3 separate regions of the Mus musculus genome follow, and regions 2 and 3 are each linked to region 1. Evidence: chromatin contacts called from public HiChIP or PLAC-seq data. All regions are on one chromosome and are shown on one strand. Each heading gives the region's core, a stretch centred on a gene start, on an enhancer-like site or on the middle of the called end of the contact. The rest is flanking DNA. Distances are from core to core; before and after follow the strand shown. Region 1 holds the start of Pik3ap1 (phosphoinositide-3-kinase adaptor protein 1). Region 2 holds the start of Rrp12 (ribosomal RNA processing 12 homolog (S. cerevisiae)). Region 3 has its middle 9.7 kb from the start of Frat2.

Evidence for each region. HiChIP or PLAC-seq counts read pairs in DNA pulled down with a chosen protein or histone mark.
Region 2: a contact with region 1 is called in a FOXA1 HiChIP or PLAC-seq map of pancreatic cancer cells. The contact joins the promoter of Rrp12 here to the promoter of Pik3ap1 in region 1. A contact is called at or near these places in 1 of 39 promoter capture datasets (pre-B cells) and 2 of 115 datasets of contacts at active chromatin or transcription factors (bone marrow-derived macrophages and pancreatic cancer cells).
Region 3: a contact with region 1 is called in a FOXA1 HiChIP or PLAC-seq map of pancreatic cancer cells. The contact joins the enhancer-like site here to the promoter of Pik3ap1 in region 1. A contact is called at or near these places in 5 of 39 promoter capture datasets (the C10 cell line, cranial neural crest, hippocampal neurons and 2 more) and 3 of 115 datasets of contacts at active chromatin or transcription factors (large pre-B cells, pancreatic cancer cells and pro-B cells).

Annotation. Positions count from the first base shown.
Region 1 is chr19:41,382,920-41,387,583 of GRCm38.p6, forward strand. Pik3ap1 (phosphoinositide-3-kinase adaptor protein 1) reads right to left here and starts at 2,183. Exons shown (of 17, transcript NM_031376.4): 1 at 2,038-2,183. The coding sequence starts at 2,050.
Region 2 is chr19:41,894,239-41,898,902 of GRCm38.p6, forward strand. It overlaps Rrp12 (ribosomal RNA processing 12 homolog (S. cerevisiae)), which reads right to left and starts at 1,915. Exons shown (of 34, transcript NM_199447.2): 1 at 1,701-1,915; 2 at 910-1,139. The coding sequence starts at 1,839.
Region 3 is chr19:41,855,488-41,860,151 of GRCm38.p6, forward strand. It overlaps a transcript of Rrp12 not described here. Among named protein-coding and RNA genes, the nearest start is that of Frat2, 9.7 kb to the left of the region's middle. Within about 2 kb of position 2,119, at least 46 of the 459 cell types and tissues checked have an H3K27ac peak or open chromatin away from gene starts, as enhancers often do. A contact at or near this core is called in pancreatic cancer cells, where this site is marked.

The sequences.
Region 1 (4,664 bases), core at 933-3,432:
TGTGGCTCCACTCATTCATAGATGACATCATGCCACAGTATCAAAAGCTGGGCACACAGCATATTGAGTGCATGCATTATGACATTGTTTTTAAAATAAGGACGCCATACAGGATATTGGCCTGGATGGCTCTCCAGCCTATAGCATGTTAGTGGGAAACCTGGCTTTCCCCTAACTATATATGACCTGCCCTCAGGGCTACTCATAAGTATAGACAAGTACCCAGGGAGCCCAAAGGAACGCAGTCTCACACCGCCTGGCATAGTGTTCCACCACAGAGGACACTGACAGCAGAGTTTTGGACAGCTTTATCCACTACCCCAGCTTTGGTTGTTGGGTTAGAGTCTTCATCTGAACCTGAGTCCACCCTTCAAACCTAGCCCCTTCAGTTATTCCCCTTAGAGCCAGCCATCAAGACACTGGACAGGAAAAGCAGGTTGCTCAAAGGCTTCCCAGTGTGCTGTCCTCTAGTGCACAGCAGCCCAGAGCCCATCCCATCCAGGAAAGGAGACAAACAGGAGCTTAGCCACCTTATTTTTAACTCTCCCCAAACCCTCCATCCACCCAGCTACCATAGCTGTTCCGTGTATCTCAAACACATAGAATAGACCCCTTGCCTGGGACATACTCCTCCCCAGGACCCCCTGCCTTCCCTCCTTCAGGGCTTGCCTACTTTCCCCTGTCCACTTTCCCGATGCACCTGCCTTGATTTTGTTATTCAATGAGCTGTTGCCTCCCCTGTTCTCAGTTACACAGCTTTCATCTTCTTACGACAGTGCCTGGAAACGGCAAGCACTCAATAAAGTTTGTCCAGTGAGTGGACCCTGAGCCACAGTGCTGCTTTATCCCATAGAGCCTGGCTAGGGAACCGCAGGCCATTGATGAACCACCCTCCCAGCCCCTTCAATAATAATAATAAGCATGTATTATCAAAGCCTTTTCTACCTTCGTTCCAAAGTACCATGACCCAAGGCTAGACCTTAGCAGATCTGGAGACAGTTGGCTTTAGCATCTGCTCCCTTCCCTCCCAAGCATTGACTTCCCCCAGCCCACGCTACACGATCTCTCTCAAGAGATGCTATCATCTGGTTTTCATTCTCTCTCAAAGCATCACGCTGGAGCTAGGTAAACACAAGTCAGCCAAACCGAAAACATGGCAACTCTCTCTTCTCATCTAGCAATTCCTCATTTAGTTACTGTTTTCTTTCACACCACCAAAACTCTGTGGTGAACAGAGACCAGACCGACAAGGTTCTCACCAAGAATCTACTACGCCTATAGCCACTGAGGTGTATAGGTGCTGCTCACTAACTGTCTCTCAACGTTGTCCTTACATGGTTTGTCCTGAACCTCAGCGAGCTAAGGACTTGCCAAGTGTACATATGCTCATGAGCTAGAAAGAAACCCAAGACCAACCAGAAGAAACTTCTGGCACCTTTTGATGATTTGCCCACCAAATTCCAATTACCCCTGGGCACATAAGTTACATAGAGAACAGAGTAAGAGTAAAATTAGAGTGTGGTCTCGGTTTTTTACCAAAATTCCAGAGAAGATATACAATCGCGGTGGACAAAGGGGGCTTCTGAAGCTGTCCCTGGACCACCTAAGACTGCCTGAGCGCCCCCTATTGGTTGGATAAGACCCTAAGAGAAGCATCTGGCTTCTTACAGAATCCGCCCTCCACCTCCTATCAACTGTCCTCAGAGTACTCAGAGTTAGAGCTGAGAAAGCGACCCTTGGCAACTTACAGCTAGAAGGGAGAAAAGAAGACTTAGAAACTGGGATAGGTCGAGCCCCAGGCAGGAGCAAGACAGAATCGTGCACAGACCGGTTAGGGGAAACGTGAGAAAGTTCAGAGGGGAAGTTTGCGACAGAGACTGGAGAAAAGACCGGAAAGAATACAAAATCCCCTCACTAAAGACTAAAGAAGTAGGGAGACAGGTCTCAAGACTGGGAGGGTGGTGTCAGAGAGCCTCAAGGACCAGGGGCGCGCGAGCCAGGAGCCGGGAGCTGGAGAGCGCTGCGCCTGCTACCCACCTGAGGCTGCCATGCCGTCCCGGGAGCAGCTCGCATCCCCGGCTGGCACCGGAGCACGGTATCCGGTGCCCACAGCCGCGGTAGGCGACGTCGCTGGCGCGGGGTTAGAAGCAGAGTCCAGCTGTGCTCAGGACAGTGGCGACTCTGGCGCTTCCTCCTGCCGGGCAGCGGGGACTCGCACGGGGGCGTGTCCAGAGGGTCTGCCCCGCCTGCGGGGCTCCGCGTGGCACCTGCACGCGCGGCGGTTGGGGAGGGGAAGTGAGAAGTCCACACGACCAGCCGCCAGCTCCCGGCGCCGACCCCTGCTCGTGCCACGTGTGTCCCGAAAGCAGGCAGCCACCTCGATGTCCCCCAAGAGCAGTCTGAGGTGCTGGAACTGGGGGAGGGAAGACAGACTGTAGGGCTAGCTAGTCTCAGACTTGAAGTGGGGAGGCATAGCACAGCTGTCCCAACCACCTTGTCCCTTGGGACTTGTCCTTGAGACACTGCCCCCAAGAATAGGGAAGGCCTGCAGGAAGGGGAAGGAGAAGCACCTGGCCCTAGGGTCTTGGCGTTGCCCTTGGGTGCCCTCCTGTGACCCTTCTGCATTTCCTTGGATCTGGCCCTCTAAGGGCACATGGGTGTTAAGCATAATCTTTGATAGATAGATGTTATCACTGCCAAGAACCTTCCACACACGATTGTTCCACTTCCACTATCAGAGCTCTTTGGCTTTCTTCCATCTTCCTCCACTTTAAAAAAAAAAAAAAAAATCTTAGTTTATTTATTTTGTGTGCTTGTGTGGGAATGTGCATGCACATGTTGTTCGGTTCACAGAGTGGACAGAGTCTGTTCTCTCCTTCCACCATGGAGTTCTGGTAAATCAAACTGATCAAAGTGGCTAGACACTAGGCAGCAGGCACCCTTACCCTGAGCCATGTCACCAGCCCCTTTCCCACTTCTGAGGGAATACATTAAACTGCCCGGATCGTCCAGGAAAAGACATCTAAGGGCCCCTTGATGGCAGCCTCAATACATCTATCTACAACTTCAGACCCTTGTCCTATAATGTAGCAAATTCACAGATCCTAGAGATTTGAGTCTGGGTATCTTTGGGCATAGTTTCTCCACCTAACACAGGCCAAGGGTCCCTAAAGCAGAGATGAACATGCTGCCTGCCATTCCCCCTGTTTAGGATATCCTTGGCCTCTGCCCCTACTCTGACACACCGTGATAGCCATTTCACACTATTAGAGTTCTTTAATTGAGCTTATAAAAACATTTCTTTATTTTTTCCAGAATGGCTTTAATTGATGCTTCCTGTATTCAGCTCTAAGTTCCTCAAAGTTAGCTCAATCTTTTTTGCTGTGGAGTCTCTATCCTCTGGTGCTAACTCTGGCCAGAAAATGTGCTCAGAAATGCATATGACCAGTAAATCCTTAGATCTGAGATCCAGGGACAGACCCCTCTTTTGAGACACTGAAAATTTGAGAATCCTGAGCCAAGAAGGAGGGACTATAAAATGCCAAAGTTAAGCCGGATGTTATAAAAGCCATTAGAGAGCAATGCTAACGGGAGGATTTAAAGTTTAGAGATCCTGAGCTTGAAGTGTCTGTGTGATGGGGAGCCCTGTCATGGCAGAAGGGCAAGGATGCAAAGGGTTGGGGGTTGAGAACCTTGTCATGGATGCCATCGTTGGAGTTGAGGCAGCAGTAGTGGGTGGGGCAAGGGGGTAAAGAGACAGAACCAGAGCAAGGGCAGAGCCATGGAGACGCCCACGCAAGACCACGGGTGCTTCTGCATCTTTGCTGAGTAGGAACAGGAACCCAATGTTTGGGAGGACCAGGCATGGGGGCCTTGGAGGCAAGGCTGTTAGTATTTGAGGATCACTGTGAGGCCCTGGGGAGAATGTCACCAGGCAGAAGGACAAGCCACTGCTGACACTGTAACCAATATGCAGGAGCCCAGGCTGGAGCAGCGGAATATGAGCAGGAAATGGGATGGGTGGTAGGACCAGAGCGTGGAGCAGGGACGGAGTTTAGCACCCTGAATTCTTATCTGACTCCTTCACTTACCGTTATGGAGCCTCGGCCAAGCTGTGACCCTGAAAGCCCACAGCTTCCTGGTGTGGACAATGAAGGAATCCCAGGTCAGAAAATATAAGACTCAAACACCAGCCCTCAGGATCCTACCTGAGCCTGAAGCCTCCTTCATGCCCCTGGACCTCTGGACATAGATGATCTATGTCCCCTGTTAGAGTCACTTTATAATCACTTGGCCTATATTTGAGGCCAAATCCCTAATGTCCCCGCCTCAAAAGCATGCTCCCCTCTTCTGACTGCAGGTTCTAGAAGAGTAAGGGCCCTTTCCTGACTTTTAACCATGATAATCTGGATGACATCAACCTAAGTATTCCTGCCCCTTCTCCAGCTGTTAGAGGTCACCTGTCAGGGGCAGGCAAGGTCTTGGTCACTCAGTCTACTGGCCACGTTTCTCACATTGTGGAGCCGCATTGGTTCCTGGAATTTGGCTGGGAGAGGACCCCAGAGGTCAATACTCCTGGGTGAAAGGGCATTCCTAGTTTTGGACACAAGCCACCATGTTTCTCTGATCAACAGAAAGAATCAGGTTAGGGGAAATAGTGTCTC
Region 2 (4,664 bases), core at 665-3,164, 510 kb after region 1:
GACTAGCTATAACACTTTAGTCTATTTATATCTCTTTGTATCATTTAGCATTTTTTTAAAGATTTATTTATTTATTACATGTACATACACTGTAGCTGTCCTCAGACATCCCAGAAGAGGGCATCAGACATGTGGTTGCTGGGATTTGAACTCACGACCTTCGGAAGAGCAGTCAGCGCTCTTAACCGCTGAGCCATCTCTCCAGCCCCTCATTTAGCATTTTTAATATTCCTCATTTAAATAATAAAAAAATAAACATATTAACTTTGAAATGTCAATTAAGTAAAACATTTTTCGTTAAACAAAACAGATCCCAAACCACAGTTATTCACCATGAACTTGAACACTAACATCCCTGGAAATACATGTAAAGATTCCCGTTTGAAGAACAGCTGAGGAGACAAAGGTTGACAACATTTCTACCCTCAGTCTGGCTCAGCCAGTAAAGTACTTGCTCCCAAACCTGACAAGTTGAATTTGATCCCTGAGCCCCACATGGTGGAAGGGAAGAGAAAGGTCTCCCTAAAGTTGTCTTCTGACCTTCATGCCCATGCTGTGACACGCACAATCAAAATTAATATGCTTTGTTGAGCATGAAGACACAAACCTTTGACCCCAGCACTTGAGAGGCAAAGACAGATTGCTCTCTATGGCTTTGAAGCCAGTCTGGTCTACAAATGGAAACTTTGTCTCAAAAAAATAAACAAAAAAATTTCAAACATATATGAACATTAATTACCACACACGATTTTTAAGGGGACTCTGCCCAAGAGTGTATGTGAGGGGCACAAAGGGTAAGAGAGATGACACATCATCCAGAAATACCAGTTGCTGTCACCAGAGCTGTATGAAAGTCATCTTGAATGTGCCCTGCCTACTGCCCTACAAACTCAGCAACCAATCTCCTACCTCCTTGTGAGCAGCTGAGTTGGATTCCCAGAAGCGCTGCACTTTGCTGAAAGTGACATTTGTACAGTCAGACAAGCCACTCAGAAACGTGCCCGAGGACTTCTCGGTGAAAGCCACCTCTGGATCTTGGTCCATGGTCGTCTCAGGGGCTTGGCTTTTGCCCAGGCTCAGGGTCCCCGACTGCAGCTCATTATGCAACTTCACAGCATCAACAGTCAGGTCGCTCTTTCCTGAGAACCAGAGTAACAAGGTAATGGCCCCATTTCCACCCAAACTTCCTTTAGCTGAAGGAACAGAACCCCTAAGAAACAAACCAGAGGGTTTAGACCCCCCCAATCCCAGCGGCAGGATTCCAAACCAGGCTTGCCTGCACAGCCCTGTGTACGCTTGCAATTTTCAAGGCCAAGAGAAAGGAACCCCAGATCTGTTTCTGCTTCCCTGTACTAAAGGCACAGGGACATCCAGAGCCAGGGTCGTATACTGTACGGAGACACCCGAAGGCTGAAGATGTGGGTTAGTAGTTGAGTGTTTAGTTAGCGTGCACAAAGTCCTGGGTTCGCTCCCTGACACTCCCTCAACATATACATAAATCTAAAGGGGCATCCAAGGGTAGTGACGGCCGTGTCCCTGAGACCGCGGTATCCTAGACAAGTCATTTCCCTTCAGAGGACAATTTCCGCATCTGTCAAACTCGAGGGGCGGGCCTTCACAGTGAGCGCCAGGACTGACATTACAAAGTGGCAGGCCGAATGCCACAAGATGCCGCCCAAGGAGTCCCACGGCCCGGCTACCTGACGGGCGGCTGAAGAAGCGGCTCCGAGCGGCCTGGCGATGGCGGCAAGTGGCGGGGTTGCTGTCGCTGCTGTGGCCTTTCTTCCAGCGCTTCAACTTGGCCGAGACACCAGAGGGCAATTTCCCCGAGCGACCCATGTTGACCAAACGGTGGCTCGCACTCGCCCAGAGAACAAGCGTCCACACACGCCGAAAAGACAGCAGAAGCCACGGCAGAACCCACGTGTGTGTCCTCAGCCGGCTCCGCAGCCCCTTCCTCTGATGTCACTTCCTGTCTCCAATCTGTTACCATGGCAAAACCAATCAACATCCGTTCTGAGGCTTCCTATTTGCTTTGCGATCTTAACGCTGGGGAAGGAGTTCTGGTGTTTCGGATGCTGTGTGGGCTCCTGATGCACCGCCAAGATTCGTGGCCGTGAAGGAAAACCTTGTAAAACGGGAATTTCTTTGGAATTAAAAGACAAATTTATATTACTCTCAAAGAATCAGTTGTTCAGCCGGGCGTGGTGGCGCACACCTTTAATCCCAGCAGAGGCAGGTGGATTTCCGAGTACGAGGCCAGCCTGGTCTACAAAGTGAGTTCCAGGGCAGCCAGGGCTATACAGAGAAACCCTGCCTCGAAAAACAAACAAACAAACAAAAATCGGTTGTTCAAGCGGAGCGGTGGTGTCCGCACGCTTGTAATCCCGGCAAACTGGAAGACTGTCGTGAGTTTAAAGCCAGCCTAGTCTCCACACTGCGAGATGCAAAATCCTGTCTAAAAACAAAAATAACAAAATAAATACATCAGTAATCCCAGCGCCTAGGTAACAGACGTTGGTTGATCTCCGTAATTTCAAGGCCACACTGCTCTAAATATTGAAATAGTGAACTCCAAGACATTCAGGGCTACACAGTGAGAACCTGTCTCAAAAAACAGAAACAAACAAACAAAAAACCCTAATAAAGTTTAAAAAAGAAAACAATAATCAAAAACTATGGATGTATAACAAATGAAAACATCTTGGCCTCACGAGAGATAAAAGCAACAACTAGTGCCCACGACTTGCTTTGCAAATTGAAACCACAACGGAATAACGACAGAAAGGAGCAGTGGTGGTGCCCTGTTGCCAAGAACACAGCCCTGATGTCTCCATGTGCTGCTGTTGGTTGATATGGGCACTTTGGGAAACTAGTACTATTTTTAAAAGATGTATTTCTTAAGTTATGTGTACACCCGTGTGATGGTATGAATTCAGGTGCCTGTGGAGGCCGGAAGCATCAGACCCCCTGGAGCTGGAATTACGAGCAGTTATGAGCTGTCTGAGGGTGCTAGGAGAAACCTGTCTCAGGTCTTCTGCAAGAGCTGTGTGTGAGTACACTATCACTGTCTTCAGACACACCAGAAGAAGGCATCCGATCCCATTACAGATGGTTGTGAGCCACCATGTGGTTGCTGGGAATTGAACTCAGGACCTCTGGAAGAGCAGTCATTGCTCTTAACCACTGAGCCATCTCTCCAGCCCTAGCATGAACTCTTCACTGTTGTTAATTCATCTCTCCAGCCCCTGCTCCCTGTTTGTATTTTGAGGTCTCGTGTGACCTATGTTGGCCTTAAACTCACAGCAATTCTTCTGCCTCTGCTTCGTGAGTGATGGGATTGCAGGCATGAGCCCTAACATCTAGCTTGGTCTAGTAGTATCTAATAAAACATATGTCCACTCTACCCAGCAATTCATTCCTATATATACACCCAACAGAGACGATTACTTACTTGCTAAAAAAGAGATAGTTGAGAACTAGAAGTGACCAAACACCCATCAACAGAATAGGTCAGATTCACTGTGATATAATGATATGTAATGGAATATTTTATCATTTTTAAACAGCAGCTTCTGCATAGTATACACAGAGATCTGCTATGTGCGTGTATGATTCAAATTAAATGGAAGACTCCAGACATAAAAGAATGTAGCCAGGCAGTGGTGGCGCACGCCTTTAATCCCAGCACTGGGGATGCAGAGGCAGGTGGATTTCTGAGTTCAAGGCCAGCCTGGTCTACAGAGTGAGTTCCAGGACAGCCAGGGCTATACAGAGAAACCCTGTCTCAAAAAAACAAAAAAACAAAAAAAAATGTGTATTGTATGATTCTATTAATTAAAAAAACAAAAGGACCCCAGTATTGGAATCTGGTACCAGCTGAGAGTAAGCACAGTAGATGTAGTTATAGTCTAATATCTTAGGGGTTTACATAGATGTATTCACCAAGTAATGGTTGTGTATTATATACTTACCTGAATGTATCTTAAAAAATAGAGGGGCTGAAGAGATGGCTCAATGGCCCAGCATCATACTCTGGTTTGCTTCTTTTCTATTTATTTATTTATTTATTTATTTATTTATTTATTGCAGAGGGAAGGGATGGGATAATCAAGCCCTTGCCATGTAACACATTCTTCTTTTGGATTCATGGCAATCCTCCTGCCTCTGTGTATGTGAAGGGCTTGAATTACAGGTGTACACTTCAATGTTCGGCTCATATATATTTTACCCTCTATACAATACTAAACCCACTGAGCTATCATTTGGAGTCAATATGAAAATGGCTGTCCGTTAAGTGACTTTTCTCACTGCTGGGACAAAATGCCCAACAAAGCTATTTAAAGAAGGAAGAATTTGTTTTGGCTTACAGTTTGAGGGAACAGTCCATTGTGGTAAGGAAGACAAGGTGCTAGGTGTGTTGAGCACATTGTGCCTGCATTCAGGAAGCAGGGACAGACAGACAGACAGACAGACAGAGGCTGATGGTACTCGCTTTCTTCTTATCCAGTCTTAGCCCATTGAATGTTGCTGTCCACATATTCAGGGTGGGTGTGCCCCTTCAGTTAAACATTTCTGGAAATGGCATTAGGCACACCACACACACACACACACACACACACACACACACACACACACACACACACACACTACAACCAGAAATT
Region 3 (4,664 bases), core at 869-3,368, 470 kb after region 1:
TTTTCCTGGCTGGTTTTCTGACTTCTTTCTCTTTCTTCTCTCTCCTCTCTCTCTTTCTCTCTCTCTCTAATAAAAAGGCTTATTTATTTATTTATTTATTTGGCTTTCTCAAGGCAGAGTTTTTCTGTGTTGCTCTGGCTGTCCTTGAACTCAATTTGTATGAATGAGGCTGGCCTCAAACTCAGAGACCCATCTACCACTGCCTCCCACGTGCTAGGATTAAAGGTGTGCACCATCATGCCCAGGTTATATTTTACTGTTTGTCTATTTGGTTGGTTGGTTGTTTTGTTTTGCTCAAGACAGGGTTTCTCTGTAACCCTATCAGCCCTGGATCTCCTGCTAGACCAAGCTGACCTCAAACTCGGATTTGCCTGCCTCTGCCACCTGAGTGCTGGGATTAAAGGTGTGTGCTACTATACCCAGCTTACATTTTATTATTATCATTATTATTATTATTTTTTTTTAGAGACAGGGTTTCTCTGTGCAGTAGCCATGGCTATCCTGGAACTGGCTTTGTAGACCAGGCTGGCCTCATATCAACTTGCCTTTGCTGAATTAAAGGTGTGTGTCACCATTGCTCACCATTGTATTTATGTTTATAATTTTATATAATACTTTTATTTTATAAAATATAAAAACCTTTATAGTGTGTGTGTCTGTCTGTCTGTCCGTGGAGACCAGAGATGTTGAATACCCTGGAGCTAGAGTTACATGTTGTAAACTGTCCAATGTAGGCGCTGGGAAGGAAACTAGAATCCTTTAAAGGAACAGTGCACACCCTGAACCACTGAGCCATTTCTTCAGTGCCCTGGTTTTTCTGCCTTATTAGTTGTTCCTCCTCTAGTTCTCACTTCGGGCACCCCATCCTCCTTAGAGGTGATGACTCTATCACTCACATGTTGATATTTCAGCCTCTCTCTTCCCCACCCTCACCCCTGTGTTGATAGCTCCTCTGCTAGCCTTGAGTCTCTAGACTGTTGCACCCAGAAGTTGCTCGCTGGTCACTGTTTTCACTGAATTGTTGGTTTGTTTGCTTTATCTACCTCCACCTCAACTGCTTTAAAAAAAAAGATGTATGTATGTATGTATGCATGAATGTATGTATGTATGCATGCATGCGGGTGTTTTGTTTGCATGTTTGTCTGCACACCAGAAGAGGGTATCAGATCCCATGAGACTACAGTTATAGTTGTGAGCTACCATGTGGGTGCTGGGAATTGAACTCTGGACCCTCGGAAGAGCAGTCAGTGCTCTTAACCTCTGAGCCATCTCTCCAGCCGGCCTCCCAACTTTTGTTGGAAGTGCTTCACTCTGAACAAGTGCAGAAGTGTTTATGGAAGTAAGGGAGATGGATGGAGAGGGGGAAAAAAAAGAACATGAAAGAAAGAAAAGACATGAAGAGCATCCTGCAGGTTTGCCTCCCAGAAGGTGGAAGGGAAAGGGTACACTCAGCCCTGCCCTTTGCTGGCCTGCCCTGCCCTTCACCTCAGCCAAGGCAGCTCACAGTGCTCAACCTCCTCACCTAGACCAGTTCTGAGTTGGCTCTTGTGCTAGGGACGCATTTGGAGAGTAAAGAGCCCCCAAGGTAAGTACGGGGAAGAACAGATACTGGTGTGGCATCTGCAGATTCACAGCCCAACCTCCTGGTGCCACCAAGTTCTCTCCAGGGCTGAGTGTAGCAGGTTGTGAGGATATGAGCTTGAACTCCCATGCCTGGCCCCATAAGTCTTCAAACCAGGAGCTCACTCAGACTTTGAGACGGGTGGAGCTTAAGTAAACTGCTAGGTGGGAATCCTAAACCACAATCAGAATGCAATCTACTGTGGTAGGAGTCACAGAGATGGAGGGTGTGTGTGACTGCCCCAGGTAAAAGCCGTGCCAATCTGGGTTGCAACTGCTGCTTCTGGCCCCCATATGGGAGTTTCCAACCCAGCCCTAGTGATCAGGTGTGTCTGGTTGTACATCCCAGGCCCTGTGTAAAGTGCTAAGAAAGGGAACACTTGTGGCCCATGTGGCAGTCCTCCTCTTGGCAGGGAATTGTCTTCAGAATACCAGATGTCAGAGTCACCACTGGCTGATTGTGGTGTATGCTTTGAGTGCGCCCCACCTCCCTGGAAGGAGCAGTACTTGCAGTTGGGATGATTAAGAGGGCATGTTTAGATAAGAATGATTGTACAGTGACGCTATCAATACACACGATGTATAAAATCTGCTCAGGGTGATAACTATCCCTTGTTATTTTACAAGCTTATTTGCTCTGTGGTCTCAAGTCCAAGAGCTCTAGTGTAGTCGCAGATCTGGTTAAGAGCAAGGCTTCAAAGGTTCACAACCTGCTGAGGAGCTGTAGAGATAGATGTATAGGCCACTCCTGGATCCATTCACAAACCCATCTGCCCGATAGCCGAGCTTCCCATGCTCTTTGGAATTGTGATTTTTTTCAACACTGAGATCTAGAGGGTACGTGTAGGTCTTCAGAGTGACATCACAAAAATAGAAAAACCAAGCTGCCCTTTGGACATTACCCTATAGGCTAGAGGATCAGTTCTCCCTATCAGGCCCTAGAAGCAGCTGACTGTCTCCTTTGCAAGAGCCAGAAGAGCTGGGCTCAGAAATCTGATCCAGGCATGCCATGTGTGAAGGAGCCTGAGCCTAATTAAATCTCAGAAACACTTTCCTGCAGCAGGGACAGACTCAGCCTGGTTCACACAGGGAGAAGGATCTTTCCTGCTTACTCCCTGTGGGTGCTGGGCCCCAACAGGCTGCTGGGGTGGGGGAATAGGCCACACCCCACAGGCAGGTCCCACCACAAGGACAATACTTCCAATCTATGGAGTCCCCTTTCTGTTTCCTAATTGCTTTAACCACTGATTTTGGCTTAATGCAGAGCCGAGTATGTTCTGGGTAATCATTGTATCTTGGGTCATTACACTTCTCACTACTTAGTAAAAAAGTACATTTTTGCTGGGTGTGGTGGTACATGCGTTTAATTCCAGCATTTGGGAGACAGAGGCAGGCAGATGTCTGTGAAGTCAAAGCCTGCCTGGTCTACAGAGTGAGTTCCAGGACAGCCAGGGCTACAAAGAGAAACTTATTTTTCAAAAGTTGGAAAAGAAATCACACTTTTGACTAGACTTGTTCCTGAGCCCAGAACTTGTTTAATTCTGATTTGAGATTTGCAGAGCTGACCCCACAAACCCAGCTCTGGTATGAGAATATAGCATCAAGCTACAATTCTTATTTGATTTTATTATTTGGGGGGAGGGGACAACTGGTCCCATCATGCATCTCATGCTTACTTGAGACTTACAGAGGTCTGCCTGCCTCTGCCTCCAGAGTGATGGCATTAAAGGCACACACCATCATGCTCAACCTATAGGTCTTAGTGAGTGTCCTGTTGCTGTGAAGAGACAACCATGACAAAGGCAACTCTTATAGAAGCTTACAGCTTCAGAGGGGTCTACCCATTATCACAGCATGGAGCACAGCAGGCAGACATGGTGCTGGAGTTGAGAGTTCTACATCCAGACCAGTAGGTAGAAGACAGACAGACACTGGGTCTGGCTTGAGCTTTTGAATCCTAAAAGCCTACCCACCAATGACACACTTCCTCCAACAAGGCCACACCTCCTAATCCTTCAAATGGTACCACTCCCTAAGCATTAAAATCTGTGAGCCTATGGGGCCATTCTTTCTAAAAACACACTATACACTCCTGACTTCACTGGTGTCTGACCACGCAGCCTTGAAATCCTGTTCTGGAGGGCTGGGCTTGTGGCTCCGTTGACAGAACTTGTTTAGCATGAACACAACCCTGGGTTCCATGCCCAGCACCTCATAGAATGGCTATAATCCCCACAAGAGGATTAGAAATTTCAGGTCATCCTTGGGCCAGCCTGGGCTCCATGAGACCCTGTAGAAAATTAAAAACAGACAATCCCCTGCTGAGTATGATGATTTTAATCCCAGTCCTCAGAGAGACAGAGCAGGAAGACCTCTGAGTTCAAGGCCAGCCTGGGCCATTTATTCCAGGCCAGCCACCGTTCCATAATGAGACTTTCCCAACAAAGCAAATGGGGGCCGGGGATGTTGGCGGAGGTTAAGAATACTTGTTCTTGAAGAGGACCCACTGAGCATCTCCATGGCAATCAATGGGATGGGCTGGGAGGAAGCAACCTTCTGCCGTGCAGCCTCAGCCTTCAGTGGCTTGCTGTCAGCTAACGGCTTCGTAAGTGTCTCTAATGACAGTAGCTACATTAAGCATAATTTCAGGAAATGGCAAACCAGCTTACATTGTCCCAAATCAGGGTTATTTTCTAGAGTACAGTCATCTATCCGATCATAATAATGTATATCAAAAATAGAACAAAGAGCATTCATCATGTCATTTTCTAAATATTACGCACAATCTAGCATCAAGTGGTGGCTTTAAATTCCTGCGTAAGCAATGAGCAGCAACTTAAGGGCTCCAAAAGCCTTTATAAATAAACTGGGCTTCGTCCACTGGGCAGATGTTCTAAACTGGGCCACTGAAGTATTTCTGAAATATTTACTCAGGTAGGGTAAAGACTTGGTTATAAGTCAAGTGCAAATGTATAATATATGCTTCTATTTAAAAATGGTTTCTTTGGAGCTGGAGAGCTGGCGCAGAGGTTAAGGGCACTTGT